Regions from separate parts of the Siniperca chuatsi genome. Here region 2 is linked to region 1. Evidence: chromatin contacts called from public Hi-C data. All regions are on one chromosome and are shown on one strand. Each heading gives the region's core, a stretch centred on a gene start, on an enhancer-like site or on the middle of the called end of the contact. The rest is flanking DNA. Distances are from core to core; before and after follow the strand shown. Region 1 holds the start of pitrm1 (presequence protease, mitochondrial). Region 2 holds the start of LOC122886333 (gap junction delta-4 protein-like).

The links. A called contact is a pair of places that touch in the nucleus more often than the background predicts.
Region 2: a Hi-C map of skeletal muscle shows a contact between it and region 1, with 2.7 times the contacts expected there. The contact joins the promoter of LOC122886333 here to the promoter of pitrm1 in region 1. A contact is called at or near these places in 2 of 3 Hi-C or Micro-C datasets (skeletal muscle and an unstated tissue).

What each region holds. Positions count from the first base shown.
Region 1 is chrLG13:4,551,322-4,558,209 of ASM2008510v1, forward strand. It overlaps pitrm1 (presequence protease, mitochondrial), which reads right to left and starts at 4,124. Exons shown (of 27, transcript XM_044219068.1): 1 at 3,891-4,124; 2 at 2,855-2,960; 3 at 2,358-2,464; 4 at 1,977-2,128; 5 at 1,377-1,491; 6 at 1,122-1,218; 7 at 1-113. The coding sequence starts at 3,943.
Region 2 is chrLG13:4,928,551-4,935,438 of ASM2008510v1, forward strand. LOC122886333 (gap junction delta-4 protein-like) reads right to left here and starts at 3,242. Exons shown (of 2, transcript XM_044218355.1): 1 at 2,784-3,242; 2 at 73-2,162. The coding sequence starts at 2,841. The coding sequence ends at 1,021. LOC122886334 (cyclin-Y-like) reads right to left here. Exons shown (of 10, transcript XM_044218357.1): 9 at 6,305-6,467; 10 at 3,372-5,502. The coding sequence ends at 5,386.

The DNA.
Region 1 (6,888 bases), core at 2,874-5,373:
TCCCAGGTAAGGTCGGGGATGGCTAGGGGCTCTCCTCCTGACACCACAGAGTAGGTGTGGTCTGGATACAGCTTGTTCTGGAGGTGCTGGGCGTACACACGCTCGTTGTCCGACTAAGAATACACACACGCAAACATACAAAACACAATCACAAATTTTATTTTTTTTTATTCTAACCCTGCTGACATGGTAAAAGCACTACTAATTTCATGATGAAAAATGTAAACACCTTTTTTTTGTGTTGTTGTCACAACAACTATCTATACATTTTTTGACAATATTGAAAAAATATATAATTAAAAATATTGAATTTGATATGTGAGTATAAAAACGTTTTATATTTTCACCAAATGTGTGAAAAAGAGCAAGAATTGGAGTAGTGGAGTCAAACAGATTTACATATTCTACAGACTCCACCAGTCCAGACAGACATTCAAAAGCAAAATATTTTCACATACAAAGCTAAAAACATATCCACACTCAACCTGGGTTGGGCGATATATTGTGTATCAGCGATCAGGCTGAATCTTATGGCCAGTGCATTTTGTTGGGTGACTGAAATCATTTAAATAAATGTGTCTGTCATTAGCATTCAAGGTATCAAACAGATAATTTGTGCACAATCAGTGGTTGCAATGGAACCGGCAATATGGGGTTATGTTCACTGACAGCCGGATCCTACACTATCATTTCCCAAAAAGTAACTCTTCACCTGGAGACATCATGTGGGTGTATGTTAATGCTAAAGGCTTTGTAATCCCCTTTCTTGAAGTAATCTTTCCTTTTGTTTTTATACTTCCAACCACATAAGTTCGCTGGTTTAATCTAACCCCCCCTCTCCCTGTTTCAGTCAAAGTTCATCTCCTGCCCAACATTTGATGTTTTCTTGCTGTTTGTTTTTCTTGCTGTAGCCTCGTTTAGTTTTTTCTTTATTGCAGGACACTTTTTAAACTTGTCCAAGAAAAGTGCAACTGCACCAGGCAAACATGTGTTATAGTTTTATATTACATCAGTGTATTATTATAAGTTTCTAAAAGAACAATATGTTGACCTTACAAGCACTGTATAGAACAGATCATTGCTATGCATATGAAATCTTGACTGAGAAAGTGTTGACTTACAAAAGCCCCCTTCATTTCATTGAACACCACTCCTTTAAAAACCAGAGGGGAGTTGGGATCTGTGGGGTTTTCATTCTCCAGCCTCCAGCCCTCCTGCCTGGAAAATCAAGACATACAGAATCAACCTAGGTAATGCTGATTTCACTGCTACAGACCTGCCAAGTGATATTTGCAAATTCTACTGTTTTAGCATACAACTGGACAACACAGTGAATTTATATAAATAAAAAGTGTGCAGCAATAGTCAAAACTTACCAGAAATCCTGCTCTCGTAAACATGGGAAGAAAACTGCATCCAGATAGACCGACAGCAGATTCTGGAAGTCCTTACCATTTTGGGTTGAGAATGGATACATGGTGTAGTCACTGGCTGTTCACAAACAAACCAGGCAAAAAGCTCATCAGTAACCAGCCATCATTTGGAAGTCCTTTTCTTTTCGTTTGAAGCTGACAGTAGCTTTTTATTTAATTAATCAAGTATTCTTGAGTAAGTACTGTAACCACTATAATCAACTGTAGAAGTCCAATTACACTAGCTGGAATATAAATATGTGAATTCATATATTCTGACATGTAAACACTAAACAATCTTTACTGCTGGGATTGTCAAGCAGAGCAAGGGCATTACAATAATGTTGGACAAACGACGACATTAAAACTAAACTAAAAGCCCTAAATTATTTCCATGTACATGCGCTAAACCTGTGAAACTACAACTGACTAGATCCTTAGTCAAGGTAAGACTGATTCATTTCTATTCAGGAAATTCATAATTCATAAACCCACTTTTCCCCAACTTTTTGCTCACAGACTCAGATGTCACTTGGTACTTTGGTCCAAGTTGTTGTTCTGTACCTGTGAAAGCGTTCATGAAGGTGGACAGGGACCTGTTAAGCATCTTGAAGAAAGGGTCTCGGCAGGGATACTTCTCAGATCCACACAGCACCGTGTGCTCCAGGATGTGTGGGACCCCCGTGCTGTCCATGGGGGTCGTTCTGAACTGGACACTGAAATACAGGAACAAGTATAAGAGGCATCCGATATTTTGCTTTATTGTACAAGAACGTGCTGTGACTTGGCTGGAGAAAAAAAAAAAAAAGGTGCTGCTGTTATACAACAAACACATTTCAAAGTCATGCTGGGGCAAAGTGTGATTTCAGAGGGAAAGTTCAAATCTGTTGTCAAACATGAATATAAATAGGTAGTCCAGTCCTCCTGAAACACATTTCGACCAACCTGAAGAGGTTATTGGAATCATCTCTGGCTGCATGGAGGTACTGAGCTCCAGTTTTATCATGGCTCAACTTCACTGCTGTGAGAAACAAGTCAGGGACCGCTACAACCTGGGAAAAAACAGAATTAGCAGCTGAAATGACCATTTGCTTGATAACAGTAGACACTTTTAATAAGAGTCCAGGTCTCGTCTCAGCCACTGAATGAAATCCTGTATCAATGGTGTTACAAGAAGGTCAATGAAATCATGAAACATTCGACCATAAATCAAAATTCTTCTAAAATTCAATCAGAAACTTGTGTTTACTTGTAGAGCATTGTTCCATGCATGCATTTAGAACCAGTGTTCATACATTTATAATCCATAAATTATGCTACTGATTTACCAAATTTGACAGAGTTCTAAATACATGTCTTATCATATTTTCTTTAAGTTAGCTGACTGTTATAATGTACCAATGTCAGCTACAGTAACAAAGATACAACATGAAATGAAATACCTCTCTGACAGTAAAGCCATGGATCTTCTGTCCTGGTTGGTACTGAACTGCCCTCTCTCTTGCTGAAGTGCTCTTCAGCTTCCATGTATGCGGCTGTCCATTGAACCTGGAGGGGGGTTTGTACAAAGAACAAGTCAGCAATCTTTGCACAAACAAATACACATTTTATATCTCAATATTTTAAAGCGTTGAGTATCTTGTATACTGGCTGACACATTCCCATAGTATGGCGCAGCTGGTTCGATCAGAAACAATTGTCCAGCAACGTAAGTATAGATTATAAATGAAAATGATCAGCCTTGCTTGGTCCATTAGTTAATAATGATGCTGAGACTTTAATTAGACATTTGCTCTATTCCAAAATGTATCCTTCTGAAACAAACTGCAGCCACACAACTTCAATAAGGACCTTAGGTTTAAAAAGGTGAAACATAACCACTGTGAGGACAAAAAGAAGTAGTAATGAACAAGCCTTGTGTGGGTATTTGTTTCATCTTTCATTGCAGCTGATGACTTTCCAGAGTGTACATGCATTTCTTTTTGCAGTTACACATGCTAGGCAAATACGTCTAATTGGTGGGTTTAGGTGTGAGACCATATGCAAATATCATTACATTATTAAACACTTTTACATTTCAACAGGCCATTGAATGAAGTAACATAATATGGTGTAGGCTAGTATGAGGCTACTATCAAGACTTAACGAACTTGCAGCTATCTTTTCCTTTACCCCAAACAATAGCTATTGCCCACAGCCTTCTATTAAAAAGACTTGCCAATATAAAACTACAAACAATAAAGTTAGATAACTCCAAAAGGATGCGTCCTCCTCTTTTTTTTTTTTGGTTGCATCAGCTGTTTCATCAGTTTAACTGCTGAGTCACATTTAGACAAAATCAAAGCACCCTTTCATCTACGGTATCACAATACCTAATCGTATCTTCACAGTCCGTGACACCACCGAGTCCACAGCTCACACAACGGCATTTAATTGATTACCAATACGCCCGGCGTGCTGCACCATTAGCTAGCTTACCTTAACGTTTGGTATCGAAGTTTCTGGAACAGCGCCTTCGTTTGCCGAAACATGGTTTTGACAGTTGCTAAATTATTCAAGTGTGTCTACTCCCAATATGTTCTCCTGTAAAATCACAGTTCTAGTCAAACGCTATCAATAACTCCACATGATTTCGGTCGTGCATGTTGGGTCCGTGTCCTCTCACCGCCGTGTGTAGTACGCATGACACGTTGGCTCGGTTGCACACATGAAAATGGCCGTCACACCTGCGCAGATCACAGATCTGAGAGCCATTTTCTGCTCAGTTATACCTATCCGTCAGCATTGAAACTCTACTCACGCGCTGAGCAATGTTTTGACACCCGCGAGCTGAACTTCCACCTGGAAACATGCGTGTTTTTGGTTGGTCGAGCTGGAAAGAAGAGCATACACTAACTTTACCAAACCATGACTGGTACGGGGGAGTTTTTTGAAGGGCAGCAGTATTGTAACACAAATTCAACACTAGCTTACGCTAATATCAGACTTTAACTTTGTTGCAGCTGCAAATGTAATGTTCATTCATTTAAAACTATCTCTGGATATCGTCTTCCATTGTTTCCCTTTAAATGTAATTCAATCTGTCTTCCAGCAGATGTCGCTGTAAGATCATGTTAAACCAAGTAGTGACAGCGTGGTGTTCCCCTCTGGCGTCCCAAAGTAGGAGAAAAGTTGGAAACACATATTATTAAAGTGCAGCTGAGCACCTTTATTGTGAAAAAAAAGTGTATGCAGCCCCCCACATTTATTTCAAACTTATATTCCACCACATTTACATACATATACAGACTTCTTAAGACTGTACTTCAGTGTTGCTAAGCAACTTTTATATTTGCCATGCCAATTTCATTAACTGTAGGGTAAAGCTTGAAAAATGAATAAAGAAAGAGATTTTAGTTGATATTAGTTGGTCAACTTTATTTATCTAATTATTGGTTTTTACTTTTATTGTGACGGCTCGGTGACTTATTTATAATTCATTTTTAATTTTGTCTGCAACAACTAATTGGTGTGCCAAAATACCTTTCTATCATTGACACACTAAGATCTTTTGCACATTAATCTGGGCTGTCTGAAGGCTTAGAAATCTTTCTTCAACCTGTTTCATATTCTTTTCCTTCATTTTCATTTCCCTTAAATTAATGAAGAGCATTAATCATTTGAGTGGCTGCAAAGTTACAAAACCCATGAAAGACAATTTCACCAACGTACATAAGACACATAAAATTTTTATCTTCTTATTTAATACATACACTACACGGCCATGGGCGGATTAATCTGAGGGCCCTGGGACAAAAATGAACAGTATTCCTGTGATAGAATACTACCCCCACTCCAGGTTTATGTGCAGTAATATGATTAAACACACATTCATTTCGAAATATGCACCTGAAATAATGTAGGTCTTAAAACTAAATCTTGACACAGGGACCTCTTCAAAATAGACAGGCAATAAAGTAGGACACACCTTTAGGCCTTTATCATGACAGTTGATATTGTTGTTATTGGTTAGAAGTAATCAAAGTACCACAAACCGATTGCTACGCAGTAAATACGTTTTTAGGGGGGACCCTGGAGATCCTGTGTTTCCTTACATTGCAGCCTGAGATTTTTGCTGTTATTGGAAACTTTGGGGTATCAACAACAAGGATTTAAAATAACATGCACAGAGTTTGAACAAAGCTCAGCTGCATAACGTGTTTTGTAAGGATGGTTCTACTGCTGAGTCCGGCAGGGTGTAAAATTACTATGGAATCAAAGCAATCATCTGAAATCAGAAGATGCTTCTTATAGTTTATGTATATGAACTGTGTCCTTTTTCAGGGGCCACCTCCTTTGCGGTCTGTGTTTCTTTATGTCACAGGAGGTTGACAAGGCTCTTTCAAAAGGCCTGCCAAAAGAAATGCAGCCATTTCCTTCAATATCCAAAATAGGTCACTGGTCTCTGTGAAGCAAGTAGAAGGAATTAATTCAAGATGATGCTAAGGTGAATGCTCTGCAGATAAGGAGATGCAGCTTCAGCCTGTTGGCCTTCCATCCTTCGTAGGCTGTTTAAGTAACAATAGCACGTATATGAGAAACACTGTGTAAATAAAACAGCAAAGAGAATATCATAGAAAAGTTACAAAGGTATGATATAGTCGCTATAAACCTACCACAGACCTCACAATGAGATCCTATGGGATTGGAATGCAAACAGTGCAGTTCGTTCTCATTATAGTAGGGACTCTCAAGCACCACGCAAAACTTATTTAATTCCTGCAAAAAAAATCTCTCTGCTTGTATTGACAGCAACAGACTGCCTTTTCTTCTTTCTTTTTTCGAATATCTTTTGAGGCACCCACGGTCATCCCTTGTGTTCCCACTGACAACATGTGGGAGATTTTCCAGCAGCATGAATAGGAGGCCTTGGTGAGGAGGCAGGAGGGTTTTTGACAGAGCGGGAGTGTCCTCCAACAGGACGTTCCAGTTCCAGTCTGCCACTGCATGTTCATTATCAGCGAAAACCTTGATCACACAAAGCAGGGTGAAACAGACACGCTGCAAAAATATTCATTTGATTACATGAAAGCAAAATGTGGCCATGAAGCGACATCATTTCAGTGTAAATGAACTTGTATCAAAGATTTTTGAAACAGTGGGTTTCAGTGATTTCATAGCATTGCTGCTTGTAAGTAGTTTTCTATTTTCTTTTCGTAATTTCACATGAAGCTATTTTCATTTGCAAACCACATATCTTCAATCTAGAGGAGCTGAAAAGGTATTTTGGCAGCATGCATCTTGCCTTGATGTGCTCCTGTTGAAGCAGGATATTGAGGCAGGACATAATGATGATCAATCAAAAGTATAACCTTATGTGATTTCAAAGAAATAAAAACGGTTTTATTTGCTGGGAGTTTTATTTCCACACATTTGGTAAAGCATGAGCTCACTGCTATTTTCCAGGAAGAGGTGAATTTATTTTCTTGTTGTTTTT
Region 2 (6,888 bases), core at 1,992-4,491, 380 kb after region 1:
AGTTGCATTTTACTGAACAATATATATCTGACCAATTCAGTCAATTTATTATTACAAAAAAATTGCATTCAGTAAGCACAGTCAGTTTTGTCACTTGAAAACAAGCATCCCCAAAAAAAAGTGAAGATTGAGACAAGTTAAATGATTTTTGATCCGTTGTTGAACGCGTGTAAAGTTTAGGACTGTCTTTTACTGTATGGGTGAACATTTTGCATTGTCACTTTCATGTTCAGTTACTTTCATGTCCTGTGAGCCCTTGAGCTGTTTGCATCATTTCAAAATTACAACATTGTGATAAACTAAACTACATTTTTTCAAAGCTACACTAATTTACTTTTTGGCCACTTTGGGACAGTGGAACACGCTGAAAATACTTAATTTGACTTACAATCCTCTCATAAGTTGCTATGGCGAATAGCAAACCATTGTCTATCTAGCAGACATGGTGCAACTTTATCATTCATTTGTCGTTTTTCTAGCCACCGGATGAATGTAGTCCAATATTCACTCTCCTCTTAGGTCTGTTTTGGTCTCCACTAACTCCTGAGAAAAAAATCTGTCTCTTTAGCTTGCTAATGCCAGATATTTGGCTTGCTAGCATACTATGTTGCTTAGCTTGCTAAAGCTATTAGCTTGCTAGCTTAGATGTTGCTGATTTTGTCTGTCTGCCATTTGGTGCTGGGCTGGTAGCAGCCAGCGGGTACAGTGGGTTTATGAGAGCTTAGTTTCTGAAAACAGCTGGATTGATGAGAGCAGAATTTTGTAAAACTAAAACAATGAGCTAAAAGTTTCTAAAAGGCTATATACATGTGGGTTTGTCACTATTAGCAACACTTTTCACATCATACATAGTCATTTTATTCATTGTTAATAAAAAAATTCATTAGTGCAGCATTTTCTAGCAAATCTTCCTTTATAATACAACAACTCTTTTTATGAATTCATGCTTAAAATAATAGTTAAAGCTAAATATCTGGGCCCTTTTTGTCCAATGACAGTAATAAATGGCCACCCAGTCAATTACACCCATGCCCTCTTGTCTTGAGATTCACTGCTATCAGACTGTTGGCCTGAGTTTGCCCCAGCTGGAGTGTACTGGCCTAGCTTTTTGACAGCCATGGGTGTTGGCAGCCTAGGGTTTGGTGGCGGTCCCCTGTCAGGGCAAGGGCACAGTGGAGGTTTCAAAGTGACAAAGTGAGTTGTTACTGGCGTGCTCATGGCAGTGGGTGACCGAGACATCTCCGCCTTAGCATCTTTGCTTTCTGGCCTCTTATCATTAGTGGATTTGACAGTTTTAATTATGGTTCCACCATTCATCTTTGTATGAAGAGGTTCACCATTTGGCACAACAGCAGCAGCATGTTTTTCATCTTTGAGACCATTCTTTGAGCTTCCACTCAGGCTGATTTTTCTGGTTAAAAGAACATCGCCGTCTTCAGTCATAGTTGTCGTTGTAAACATACTGCTTTGCTCTCCTTTACTCATCTCCTCCATAAAAATCTCCCTTTTCCTCCTCCATCTCACCATCGCCTTCATGGAGCTCACCAGGTCTACCAAACTCAGCAGAATGGACAAGGAGACAACACCCAGCATGAAGTTGAGCATTAAGGTCTTCTCAGTTGGTCTGGAGATGTAGCATTCCACCCCAGATGTGCAGGGAGCTTCGTAACAGAGGAAGCTCTTAGAGATGGACAAACCAAAGAGAAAAAACTGGCCTGCACCAAAAACCACTTCTATAAGGATCCGTAGAACTACCACCAGGAAGTAAGCGCAGTAGAAGCGTGGCACTTGCCATTCACGTGGGAGTTCATGAAGTGGAGCTTTATGCAAGGACAGTTCTCTTGAGGAGCTCGAGTTCTCAAGGGTGAAAGGTGACCCTCCTCGACTCCTGTAGCTGTAGAAACCTCCAGAAGAGGGATGTGACAAGACTTTATGCATGACGTAGGTTGCAAACAGCACATGGGGAAGACAGAGAAGAATAAGGTGGAAGAGCCAGAGACGGAAGACAGATACAGGAGCAAATACGTCAAAACACACATTAGAGCAGCCTGGCTGGATGGTGTTGCAGATAAATCTTTCCTGCTCGTCACTAAATAGGGTGAAGCCAGCCAGCAGGAGGACTAGCAGACGTAAAACCAGCATCAACATCCACCAGGTTTTGCCTGTAATGGAAAAGAGATCATCAAGTAATAATGACTGCTAGATTAAATTAAGATTAAACTTAAATGATCCCAGTTGGGTAATTATAGGTTATATCAAGGAAAAAAATAGGATTTAAATAAAATAATCAAATGTATCAAACATGACATAATGTTAATGATGAAACAGCATAAAAGCAAACAAGATGTACATAAAGAATGATTATTTACAAACACATCAAAATAAAATCTATTACAGACATAAAACATCAAGATCATTCTAAAATTACAAAGGCAAAAACACAAAATTCGAGACAGAGAGGGAGGAGAGAGACGAAATTCACTATACTACGATGTAGGAAGTATATAACTAAAGAAGAAAATCAGATCAAGGACAGAAATCCTACCTGCAGTCAAAATACATTGTTCTTAATGCGCTCTTTAATGCATCGACCTTAATCACTACTTGGATTAAGAATAGAACTTTTTTTTACTGATTTGTTTAATAAGTTCACAGCACTTCACATTTACTGTTTATTTGGCTTAACAGATGTGTAATTGCCATCATATACAAAATAAATACTGACATACTAACACAGCTTAATTGCTAATAGGCAATATTGTTACTGCAAAAGAAAAACGTACCCATAAAGGAGACATTGTGACTGATAGTGATGAAGAGTAGATCTGTTGCGCTCATCATCCTCGTTGTTCAGCACTAACCCTGATCCCGTAGAAAACAAACCTCTGAAGAAAAGCTTCTTTAAAACTGACAGATCCAAATCAGGGGGAAGTTCCTGAGCTGCTGTCCCCTTCAACACTGTTCCACGACCACAGTGCTGACCCTCACAGCTTGCCACTAAATACAGTCACCTCTATTGTTTTCTTACTGCTTCACACTCTCGTCTGCGGAGGCCAGGACCTGTGGGGAGAGCTATTCTTACCAGGCTGCCATCAAAGCATTGTTGGGATGTCGACGTACCAGTTAACGTTACCGGCAGCTGACAATCATATGTAGGAGAGCTTGTAATAGACAATCATAAACTTGGAATTGAGTCAATCTCTAAGTCACATTAAGGCAATAATCATATCACAAGACAATTGATGATTAATATTTTAGTAGACACTGGCATCAATGGCATCTGAATTTGAATGCCAGTGCTGTGAAACAAAATCCTCTTGTCACTGTGAAAAATGTAGAAAATCTGCAAATCACTTAAAAACACAGCATTATTATAGACAAGAGCATTTTCTTTTATTAAAAACATAAATCAACACATCCTTAAATAATTCACAATTAACCTGTCTGTTTTTTTTTTACTTTATACATTGTACAAAGTTAATTTGGAAAATAATTATATTTTAGTGATTTAGTTTTCAGACAAATGAGAAAAACACGTGAAAACCTGATCAGTTATTTGCCAGTAGCAATTAGACTGAAATCAAATGTATAATGGAAATACAAAAGAATGTATTTGTCAGCAGTTTCAACACTTCTAAAGACTTGGCTCAACAGTCAGCGTTTATCTTCATAAAATTAGCGTCATATTGAAAAGTTACAAGTGTGCTGAAATTATTTGAAAAAACATAATGAATGTGGGTTTCAAAGGCAATGAAAGTATACCTTTGTGGTGAATGAACACACCCTTAGTGGCTTATTACTATTCTTTTAATAATCTGGACCATTCTGAATTTTGGGACACACACCATGGCTTTTTTCCATGGACACCTTTTCTTAAGGACAGATCAACAGGACACATTGGTGTTGTTGGTGACACAAAAGAGATAGCAGATCACTGGAAAATCATACTTGTGACAATTGGGGTTACAGCTTTTTTATTTATGATTTTCCAAATGTACTGTAGATGTAATGTATTGTTATGTAGCTCTATAATACTGAATAAATAAAAACAAAGCAGTGCTGTGTGGCCTCCTTGTCAGACCAGTACACCCAACTGTTGGCTGTGATTATTGTTTTGGTTTGAGGCTGAAGTTTGTGTTTTACAGTAACAGTATATTTTGGTGCTAAATATACTGACCCATTGAATCACCACAACCTGAAATGAGTTTTCTGCTATGCTCAAATGTCCAGTAGATGTCAGCAGAGAGGTCTGCTTACTCTACTCAAAGCTTCAATGGGGCTTCTAAAAATTAAACTGCAAACACATCTTGACCAAGTCACGTTGAGATGTAACCAAAATCTGATGAATACTGAATCAGAACCTCGAGAAAACATGCTCTGGTCTATATTGCATGTTATACAGTCTAAAGAAATGTGGTAGTAATTGTTTGATTATGCCCATTATTATGTCCCCAAAACAGGAATGTATCCGTGATATCTGTGGGAATGTTGTCACAATTGTTTATAAATTCTAGCTCCTTCCATCTGCAATTTGTTTGTCACTTGTCATAATTAATGGGATAAGCAAATGAGGAGGATCACAATAAATCAAAAGATGAAATGGACTACCTGAGTATTGAGAGGTACGCTAGAAATACTGTAAACCTTGAATATAAAGATTTCCAAAGGAGAAAATTTGCTGACACTTTTATTATTCTAAGACCTGTCAAAGGAAATAAATAACCGGTAGAAATTCCAGTGCTACGCTACTGTTTTTGAAACTCTGCAGGTGCTATGGGTTCAGACAGCTGCAACTATTCACATAAGTTCACATAATCAAGTAAAATAAATAATATGCTTCATTGTGAAGTTGCAGGGCCATCTCAAAGGCAGGTTATGTCAAATCTTTCAATTTAGCCATACACAGAGTAGTCTGGACAAAACCGGAAAACTGAACAGAGTGCCGACATTAAGACAACTTCACAATGCCGTGTCCTAAGAAGTCTTCACGGTTGTCTTGTCCAGGACTTTTTGGGTTCGTCCAAAGCTAGATTTTTCTCCACAGATGATATAACAACCTGGAACTCCCTTCTCTCTTTCATGAACAGAATAGTTGAGGCACTGTGAAGGCATTAGGTTAAGTTAGAAACCCCCCTGGCATTCACCTCACCTCCAGAAACTACGGACGTGGCTTCACTTTCTTCCCTCCAGTTTGAAGGTGTGAGGTCCAGATGTTGATTTCAGGTTTCACTCTCTGTTCCATGTGTTGGTATTATCTGGGTATCCAAACTGAAGTTTTTGGACCATGCTGGTCTGTTTCCACTAATGTGTGTTTTTAGAGTTTTCTCATCCAGCCAGTGTCTGCAGCCTGATGCCAGTGTTCAGTACATGGCAGATTAATAGTGGTTAGGAGAGGATTGCAGGAACCCATCTGATCCCACACAGATTGTCCATGCTGGCCGAGCGCTTCCTTGCAGCTCTCCGTACGTCCTTGTACTTGTCATCACATAGCCTGGAAATAGCCTGAAGAGAGGACATGGAAAGGGTTTTCATGAAGGAACTGAAATTCTATTTTCAGTATCCACAGTATTTTTCTATGATGCGTAATTATTGAAAGAAGTCACACTCTTTAAAGAAATGTTTTCCCCTGACACCACTGAGCCCTTTTAAAGATATATAAATATCTTTAAAATGATTTTGGCGGCACATATTTGTGTTGGTAGAAACATTTAGCCCCTTTTTGACTAATAGTTTCAGAAAGGAAAGCACCACAGAACGGAAATTCAAGAACTAAATCAGGCACTGAGTCATTTGCATTTGCATTTTTTTTTTTGCATTTACATCACATCTGAAGATCGGCAAAGATTGCTAAACCATTAAAAAACATTTCAGATGAAATTTTCGCACCTAACGAAACAGCAACACAGAGTTATCATGTTTTCTTTGCAGTTTACTCTTGCACATCTGTGATGGTGAGATTGATGTTGCAAAGGGAGACTGAAAACCGTACAAGCACAGCATGCCTGTCTCCAAAGTAGCAATGATCTGCTCAGTGTTCTGTGGTTATTTGTTCTGCTTTAGACTGTAACCATATTGTATCAATTAAAAAATAATGCTTAAAGTTCTGTAGTAAGAAAGAGCAGCATGCATTGCTTTCTACTAGTGTCTTATTTGATACTACCACTGGGGGTGCAGCATACACATACTGGTTTTAAATTTTATTGGCAATTAACTGAATAAGAGGAAAAGGAAAGGAAAAGCAACATAAAGACATAAAGAGAGAGAAAAGGCTGTGTGAATGGACAGCTGAATGGAAGCGTCTCACCTCTAGTTTTTGGGCCTTTTCTCTGCTGAGCGGTTCCAGGGGGAAGCTGAGATTGTTGGACTCTGAAAGCGATCGCAGGTCAAAGTAATACTTGGCGTAGACACTGGACGGCACGTTGATGTTGAACTGCAGCAGCTCCAGAAACTGCCGCTCCAACTCATTCCTGTTAGAGAAGAATGAGCTGGAGGTTCATACATGAAAGATTTAACTGCTGGCTTTCTGGAATAATCATTCCAGAAATTAATTAATCAGTCTTTTTACATGTACAATAGGTAAAATATATACAGAATATCAATACAAGTCCATGCCTTTTATCCAGCTTTTTTCCCCCTGACGATGTGTCTTCATGACCAGTCCTGGTAACTGGAAGGTTTTAATGCAAAGTCAAAGTAATTAACTCACTACCTACCAAAAAATGGCAAAAAACAAAGAAAAGAAGAATGCTCACTCACTATATCAGTGAGTCCCTTTTTGAATCACATTCATGCAGCTGCATACTGCAAGCAGTCTGCTGTTGGCCACTCGAAGGGTCAACAATAGCTGGGCAGGGTGATTTGCATTTCCTTCACACATATTTTAACGTA